Regions from separate parts of the Gossypium hirsutum genome. Here region 1 is linked to region 2. Evidence: chromatin contacts called from public Hi-C data. All regions are on one chromosome and are shown on one strand. Each heading gives the region's core, a stretch centred on a gene start, on an enhancer-like site or on the middle of the called end of the contact. The rest is flanking DNA. Distances are from core to core; before and after follow the strand shown.

The links. A called contact is a pair of places that touch in the nucleus more often than the background predicts.
Region 1: a Hi-C map of leaf shows a contact between it and region 2, with 2.5 times the contacts expected there. The contact joins the promoter of LOC107900890 here to the promoter of LOC107900894 in region 2. A contact is called at or near these places in 3 of 34 Hi-C or Micro-C datasets (hypocotyl and leaf).

The regions. Positions count from the first base shown.
Region 1 is chrD08:50,977,511-50,982,314 of Gossypium_hirsutum_v2.1, reverse strand. It overlaps LOC107900890 (mediator of RNA polymerase II transcription subunit 2), which reads left to right and starts at 3,017. Exons shown (of 3, transcript XM_016826651.2): 1 at 3,017-3,241; 2 at 3,328-3,389; 3 at 3,474-3,774. The coding sequence starts at 3,184. The coding sequence ends at 3,602. It overlaps LOC107900888, which reads left to right and starts at 34. Exons shown (of 4, transcript XM_041098294.1): 1 at 34-305; 2 at 770-824; 3 at 1,462-1,743; 4 at 1,992-2,575. The coding sequence starts at 138. The coding sequence ends at 2,047.
Region 2 is chrD08:50,842,099-50,846,560 of Gossypium_hirsutum_v2.1, reverse strand. LOC107900894 (O-glucosyltransferase rumi homolog) reads right to left here and starts at 1,809. Exons shown (of 6, transcript XM_016826670.2): 1 at 1,264-1,809; 2 at 635-1,188; 3 at 350-542. The coding sequence starts at 1,518.

The DNA.
Region 1 (4,804 bases), core at 1,768-4,267, 130 kb before region 2:
CCAAACACGCCCTTCCCTTTTACCTGTTCTCAATGTAAGTTTTATTTTTTTGATAAACACAAAGTGCGGTTCACTCCTCACTCCAGAGTCTCCAATGATGAAATAAAAACGCAGTCCTGAATTATTTGAACTCAGAAATGGAAGAGGTAAAATCAACCAAGAATGCACCATCGACCCAAGATCCAAATCCTCCGCAACAGCTACCTAGCAAGAAAAGATCTCTAGACAACTGCAACGACTTCAAAAACTCCAAGTTTTTCAAGATGCGACGTCTTCTCAAAGATCTTCGCCCTCATTTCATCGATGTAAATTTCCAAATCACTTCCCTTTTCTTTCTGGGTTTCATTTTTCCTTTTGCTGCTTTTGGCATAAAAAGAAAAACCTTCTGTTGATCAAGTTTCGGTATAATTGGGTTGTAATTCTTCAAAGTCTGATTTGAATTCATAAATGATTTCTTTAATGTAATTTTAACTGATGGAATAGTTGTTCAAGTTTAAATCTTGACCAGTAGTTCAATATTTGTTTGATTAGACTGGACAATGTAAAGGGATGATTCTCTAGTGTGAACTTGTATAGTCATATACAGTGTGATTGTTTTCGTTTTATTTTGTTGCTTGGCTATTCTCACTCAAGAATTAACCGTGCTTGAAAATTGAAATAGCTTCATCAACCTGGAATGCATGTTTGAATTATTTTTATCTTCACATAGCTTTATATTCACAGGGCATTTAATTGATATATGTTATGGACTTTTTTATGTTTCTTGAAGGTTCTTCGTACGCCTGATTTTCGAAATTCTAAGGCTGCCAACGAAATTAAAGAAAGTAAGCGAATGACACACACACACACTGTTAAGTTTTGAAACTGTTGGCTCTGTAATTGTTGTAAACTGTTGTCATGCATGGATTTGATCTTTATTGCTATCTATTTGCTTAGGATATCGGAAAGGAAAGGGATGATTCATATTGTTAGTTTGTTTTTCATTTATTAGCTATGATTAACTTCGAATATTTCCTGTTGAATCACTAAATTTTATGTAAAGTCACAAAATGTTGCATAACTCCAATTCGAGTTAGCCTACTACTCTGAGCCCTATTTGACTTGTTTAACCAACCTGTTAGATTAGACCATAAGGATGGCATGGTAGTGGATGGTGCAAGTTTGGATACCCACGTATTCAGATAATATTTGGATATTAATATCTAACCCGCTACCAACCCTAGTTAGATATTGAGAAAATAGTTGAGAAACAGAGTATCATCAGGGCAGGCCTGCCCTAACTTTCACATATAAATAGTTTATTCCCAAGTTTGGCATAAATTATTAATGGGTTTTAATATCCCTATGTCTTGAATCTCTTCTTTCATAAGCATCCATTCTCTTAAGGTGGCATCATGTATTTATGTCTGATTTACAATTTGGGTTTAATGTTGTTTTGAATTCGTGATTTACAATCTGCAGATATGAAGCTTTTGGTGGAGTTATACAAGCAGGTAATGGCTGAAACAGTTCCCATAGAGAAATGTAATAATGCAGCAGTAAACCAACCAGTGCCAAGTGAATCTGGAATGAAGCAGAACCCAGAAGAGCAGCCACAACTTGTTAAGCCGGCAATATCTTCCGAAAACAATGCTTTTCGGTCAAGTAGTGTCTTAGATAAACAACAATCCGAAAATGGTGAAGCTCCCGGGTCATATATTGTTGGGGGATCAGCATTCGGGTGGAACTTTATCACCTTTACAGGTAACAAATCAGTCTATTATGGAGTAACCAAGGAATTATTTCGTAGTGCTCAAGCAAGTTTAGGTGAGTGACGTGTTTCTGATATGTATTGTTGGCTAAATAATGACTTTAACAGTAAATGCTTTTGGAGCTCTACCTTAATATTAACATCAAATGATTGTAGTGAAACGTGCTTATTAGGGTTTCAAGACGTATGTACGTATGTATGATTTTTTGCATTGCTCGATACTGATCTTTTTTATTAATAGCATTACAGAATAAAGAAATAAAGGCTGGAAAGCCCCTGGGACAAAGGAACAAGTAAAGTCCATAGTTAAACATAATGTAAAGAATCGGTACGATTGCTTGATCGAAAGTCCAGTAGTAGACCAAGAAAACTTGTCGTATCCTTACATCTTAAGATATAGAGGATGACAAAATCTCGCATCCTTTGAAGAGGCGATGGCCTCGATCAGGTCTCCCACCAAGAAAAGTTGAGGGCCTACACAAGGCCAAGATATTATTTCTCCAAAAAGTCCTCTTTAAGCCGGAAAAAAACAAGCGGAGGCAAAGGAGACATCCGACAACCAACAAGGAAAGGGAGAGGAGGAAATGGAGGGAGAAGAAAGGGAGAGGAGGGGTAAATGGGGAGATATGGAAGAAAGAGAGAAAAGGGAGTTTGGGAGAAGGCCAGCATGGAGGGGGCGATGATGGGTCGCCCACTGGCCACCAAGGAAGCGCAAAAGGGTAAGACCAAGGAAGAGTGAAGGAGGAGAAGCGTTTAGGGGAAGAGTTTTTCACAATGTATTACTTTTAACGAAGTAAAAAATTACAGATGCTCGTTTCGTTGTTATCCTCAAAAAGTTCCTCATTAGTTATATGAATGGAGTAAATACGTAAATTGCAAAGTAATTAGACACAGAATATTAATGTTTATATGTTGTATCAGCTAATCCATAATATCAATATCATATAAACACAAAATATTAGTGTTCATTGATTAGGTCAAGTCAAGTCTAGGTTGGGTTAATTTATAGTATCAATATTATATGTACTTAATCTTGATTTGGGTGAAAATATAAACCTTAAATTTTATACAAACTTAATTCATAATCATATTATTACTGCCCTTGATGTTGATTTTCATCTCATTGCCATTCTTATCAAAGATAATCTCAGCCCCAACCCATTCAAATGGACCCAACGGTGGTCAATGGCCATAATGTCAGGCCCAAAAGTTACCAATTTTCGCGAAAGAACAAAAGGTTAGAAGGCAATAGTGAGAAACTAGAAAATTTAAGAGGCGAAAACGCCAAAAAAAAGAAGTACAAAACCCTCCATGTCCTAAAAACCAAATAAAGAATTAAAAGAAAAAAAAAACCACCCAGATAAAGGTTAGGGTTAGGTTTAAGCACAGAAGAGGAAGAGCAGTGAAATTGGAGGCGGTGCCTACAAAGGAATATGTCGAAGAAGAATAATTTATCTCGTAGGAAAAAGCAGCACGAATTCGATCTCCAAAGTACGAATTTCTTCAATTATTTCCCCTTTCTCCTTTGGGTTTTCTTTTCAGTGATTTATGATTTTGTGTTTGTCTTGTCGAATTAGGGGAGAGAGAAGAGAAAGAAAAGAAGGTTAAGAAGCTTCAAGCGAAGAAGAATAAGATGAAGGTAAAGCCTTTTATTCTTTCATTTGTTAATAAACTTTATTTATTTAAGGACTTATATCATGAATAAATCTGTAATGTTAATTAGGTTGATGGTAGTGAGAAGAAAAAGAAGAAAGGTGGAAGTGGGTTTCAAGTAGGGAAAAGAAAATTGAAGACCAAGTTAACTGAAGTTGCTAAAGCTAAAGCAGCTCAAGCAATGGAGCTTGACAAATGAGCTTCATGGTTATGTAATTTTAGAGGGAATATTCAATATCCTCTTCTTCTTCTTCTTCTTTTTATTTCTGTTAAATTTTGATTATTGAGATGAATGCATATGTTAGCTTGAGAAATGAGAATCTTTTTGGGTATGACAGCATAATATTGGTTAATGAATCTATTTTAGCAAATCAATTTTCTTAGTTAAAAATGTATATCAGTTTGGAGTACATGGAAAGTGAGACAATATAATTGCTTCCATTGATGGTTGTTTAAGTGCTAGTGTGCAACAGTGCGTTAAAGAGGATGGCAATACTTATGAATGTTTATATTAAGGTTTTAGTAAATTTCGCTAGCTGTTTGATGAAGTTCAACTTGGCATGGTAGCTTACCCTTTTCGTTTAACAGCAAGTCAAATGTAATGTTTTTGTTAAAGAGTTTTATGATCTATGCTGTGGCCAATGATGGAAATTTTGGGAAATACTGTTGACATTTGATGAATAAATTTGGAAAGATAGGAAATTGCTTTGCATGTTTGCATTGTTAGTAATGGGTAGATGGGGTAAATCAAGCCATCGGTTCAGTTGCAATCTTGCATGGGTTTTTAGTTATTTGGCATAAGATTTAGGGTGGGTGGTCTGGTTTTTTCATAGTTCATACTTCATTGTTGAATGGTCAAATATTGAATGGTATAGAGTTTCATATTGTTGTCTTTCTTACTAGGAAAGGACATCTAATGAAAAAGTTTAGCCAAGACACATTAACGTGCCTCTGATCAAATGGGTTTGAGCTTTAGATGAACTTTTTTGCTCCTTGTTTTTTGGTTTGAGAAAGGACCATTCATAGATTAAGGAACAATTCGATACGTAACATGCCCTTCGGAGTCGGCTTGGATCAAAGGGATCAAACATTCAATGGGAAAAGCATACAAACAAAAGTAGAGTTTGCATCCGCGACAGGCGAGGGCATCCGCATACCTATTTTCTTTGATGTTCGCATTTTTTTCCAAGGGAAGCCCATCACGTAGAGTCCACAGCTCTGCCTTCACAAACTAGAAAAAAGAAGGGTTTGAAGTCCATTTCATCATCGACCAGTCTAGTCTTCGGAATTTTTTCTAAACAACTTGCTCTGCTACTATTGTTGTGTCTGCAGGTTAGGTGAAATGTGAAACTTTTCAAAAGTCAAGTTTGGTAATAAGAAAAAACCAAAGCAACTTGTCTT
Region 2 (4,462 bases), core at 560-3,059:
GAGTAAGGATTTTTCTTTTTTTTTATAATCGGGTAAGTGAATTTTTTATTATATTTTAAATGTAAAAATATTCACTAGAAAGAAATCTAAAAATATTAAATTTTACCTTTTTTAATTAATACATTTCAATTAAATCTTTAATATAATAGGAAATAGTATGCATCGGCGGATACTATCAGGACGAACTGGTAGATCAATACAGGCTAAAATTTTCCCAATACAGAAAAGGATGTTGTTTCTTCCGCTTTAACACGGAAACAACGCGCATCTAGCGGTGGAACCCAACCGAAGGAAATTTCTATGACAGTACACATTTAGAAGGGAGAAAATGGTAAAATCTTTGACTGACCTGAACGTATAGGAGGGTGTTCCAGTAATTTTTGTCGGTAGCATTGCATTTCATAAGGTCCTTCCTAGTAGGGGCGACGCTGGGGTTCCCTCTCCAATAAGCATAAGGCACCCTTTCCTTCCACTTCCTCCTCTCGTTGCCCTTCTTTATCTCCTTCAATACATTTCTCCACGGCCTTATATTGGTCTCAGCCCTAATAACAAATTAACCATTTCACACTCTTAGTTTCATAAACACTAAAAAGAAAAGCAATCGTATATATTTTGTAAATTAATCCATTATTACCAGCCCCAAAAGGACCAATCCGGGAACACAATGTCCAAGCTCCATTCATCAGCACAATACCGAAACAACGGCGGTGGTCGGGCATTTGGACCCTGAAAATCCCTTGAACGAACCACCGGCCGATCATCACAATCGAACATCAGCTCCAAGTCCGGCAACCTTCCAGGGTACATCCTTAGAAGCTGCAATATACCCCACAAAGTGAACTTATCTCTAGTCTGTATCGAGTTCCTGTATTTCTCTACGTATGCTTTTCCCTTCACTATCACCAGTCTGAAATGCGCCGTCTTGCGTGCACCCTCGATCATGTCTCGGCTGATCCCTGTCTGCTTCCAGTGCCGTAAATCTTCATGGATCCATCGGAAGAACGACGGGCATTCAACTTTTGATGTGTTCATGGGTGGAATACCGGTGGTGGTAGGATAGTCCTTCCGACATGTTTGTGTCTGGTTTTCAGTGGAACATTCGAGTGGGAACTCGGGCTTGTGTCTTGCCGTTGTTGATTTGGAACCCACGACCATGTTTTGATATGAAGAAACACCTGAAAAGAAGCACTACATAGAAAAAAAACAGCTATAAACATACGTATACATATACATATATATAATTAAGGGTTGTGCAAGACTTACAATATCAAGCCAACCAACGGAAACCATCAGAACGGTAATGAGAAAGACAGCGATGATTGTGGAAGCCGCCGCCTTCTTGACGGGCTGACAAGGCGTATCGATAATGGGTTTTTGTAACTCCAACATGGACATAAGACAGAAACCAGTTTGATGGTTCTGATTATTATTATTGTTCCTTTTCATTCTTCCATGGATGGAGGGCTTGTCATCGTCCAATTCTTGTTTAACATAGTATTTCTTCTTTATACCTAACATTGTTAAGCTCAAAGCCCCTTCAAACTTCTCCACCTCGACCAAACCAGGATCGATCCTTTATCAGCTAATAGACCAAATTAAGAAGGGCAGGCCAAGGGCGGAATTGAATGTCGTTTAGGTTTATGTATTAAGGCCAAATGAAACTTTCTTAATGACTTAAAAAGTTTGGTTATGTGGGGAAAGTCGCGGCTAGAGGTAAACTATAGGTTTAATTTTGTTATTAGTCCCTATGCTATGCAAAAATTATGGATTTAATCATTATACTTTAATATGATCAAATTTAGACTTGTACACTTTAAATTGGTCAATTTTAGTCCTTATACATTTTGAATTTTAAAATTTTAGTCTTTGGACAAAATAGTAGAAGTTAAATTTGTTCTGTTAGATTCAATTACTAGTCTTGTATTATATGTACAGCTGTAGACTTAGCTCATATTCTTTAATTGGATCATTCTAAGTTTATATACTTTTGAAATTTTAATTTTGAAATAAATGATAGTTATTAATCTATTAATTGATTTTTTTAGTGAGTAATATGTGAAACTAATAAGCTAACATGGCATTACACAATGATAATATGTTTGTCGCATTAGATTTTGAAAATAATAGACCTTAATCAAATGAATTTAACAGTTATTATTTGGTGAAGACTAAAATTTAAAAGTTTAAAAAGTACAAAAACTAAAAATGACAAAATTAAAATACAATAACTAAATCCACAACTTCGTAGAGTACAGGGGCTAATAGCAAAATTTATCCAAAACTATATATAAATCTCTGGCCTATATTTAATAAACAATATCAAAGAAGGCATGACTTGGTGGCAAATAAACATGTGGTAAGGCACAGAGTCTCACATTTCGCATGGAGGAGAAGGTTAATTTTGGTTAATATTTTTCTTGCTTTTAAAACGGAGATGGATGTTATCACGTTTTCATTCACATTTTCTTTTTGCTCCTTTAAACAATACATCATACTCGTGAGCAACGGTTCTCGAATTCCAGTCTAAAATTTTATTTATTTATTTTTTGCGTTAGTTAAAATTATTCTAAACCATTTTATATGATCGATGCATTTATTTATAGTTAGTATAAAAATATCAATAATTATAAAATTAAATAAATATTATAATAATATTATAACGAAAAATAAAAAAAAAATTAAACACATCATACTAAAAATAAATATGGATAGAAAACGCCCTCCATTAAAAAATGGATGAACTATTAGTTCATTTTTCCTAGTGCTATTCTACCGAACAAAGGATTACAACCAAACACAGAATTTAAGGCTCTGCTTTGTGTTGCCTATTACCTAAAACAAAGTTGACATTTTTTGGGTATTAATTTCTTTTGTCCAAATGAAACAACATATTAACATAAAGAAGAAAAAGGAAGCAACTTTGATTTGCTTAAATAAATGTAAATCCATAACTTGTTTTGGGTTTAATGCACTGTCACTCAAATCTAAGTAGTAAGATTTTTTGTGGGAAAGAATTATAAATCAGAAGCTAAATAATAAGTGTAATATATTGAAATGGGTCTTGTGATAATTTTAACTCAATTCTTCTGTTACGTATATCCTTAAGGTTCTATCTGTAATTTTGTTTTCTTCATGAGGGTTATGCTGAATACTCCACTGACTTAAAAGCTTCAAAAGATAATGAATTGATCTCGGTCTCCATCTTGAATAACATTAACTGCTTCGATACTATCTATCTGAATTAAAATTCTTTCAAATCTCTGATCAAAAGCGAGTTTCAACCCGTCAAGAATGCCCCAAAGCTCAGAATCAAAGACAGAACAATTACTCAAATACCTAGTAAAGCCAATAATTCATCTTCCATTATGATCCCGTAAAAACCCTCTAACTGTAGCGAACTCGTCTTCTGTTCTTTAAGTAATAAGACTTTTGATGTGAAGTAATAGACAAGTTATTTTTTATGGAAAAATTTGTTAATTTTAAATGAAAAATGTATATATATATTGTCATAATCGACAGCATAAGCCACTGCATTTGAATGTGAATGACAATAACAATAGCCCCAACCATAATCCACGCCACAAATAACTCTGGGAAGATCTAAGGAAATTATACAAGTCAAATTCAACCAGACACGGCAACACCAACGGTCTATATTTCAACTTGTCCTCTTCAATTAATAGAGTTGTACATTCCGCACAAATAGTTAATATTAATATAGAATTTTAAATCTCCTTTGTTTATTTTATTATTTTTAAGTGAAAGATCTAAAGAGCATTTAGTAAAAAAAATCAATTGAATCTTAAAAAAAATAATTTAGATTGAATTAGTATTAAAAACTTTGTTAAAGGGATATCGACGGTTAATGATTGAGTCGGATAACTTAAGCGTTGTTCAAACGTTGAGGAATAGAATCAAAGGACCACCGGCCAATGCTATGGCTCAAGCAATTCAGGATATGCTAGGCGACGGGTCGATTGGCTAAATTGGCAGTGGGGCGAGAGATAGGGCTGCAAATACTGCAACATCCACTAGAGGAGCTGCTACCTGTGATGCAAGAGGATAGGGATGGTTGCGCTATAGCTCGTGTAATTGTGCAACAGTCTTCACCTGTTCGGTTTTACGCTTTCTTTTCATTAATGAAAGGGTTTAAATATGCAATAGGTCCTTGTACTCTTCATAATTTAGAATTTAGTCCTTATATTTTTGTTTCCAAAAGTTTAATCCCTTTGCTTTTTAGATCAAAATCAAGTTCAATTGTTAAAACTATTAATTTTTTATGTTAAATATGTTGGTGTAACATTTTGAAATAAAAAAAATATTCACTTGATAGCAATGTTATTAAAGAAAATGAAGTTGTAACAAACCTAAATTAACTTTAATTTAACAAAATAATCATAACAATGTTGGACCTAATTTTTAAAATCTAAAAAGTAAAAAGACTAAAATCCTAAAAATGAAA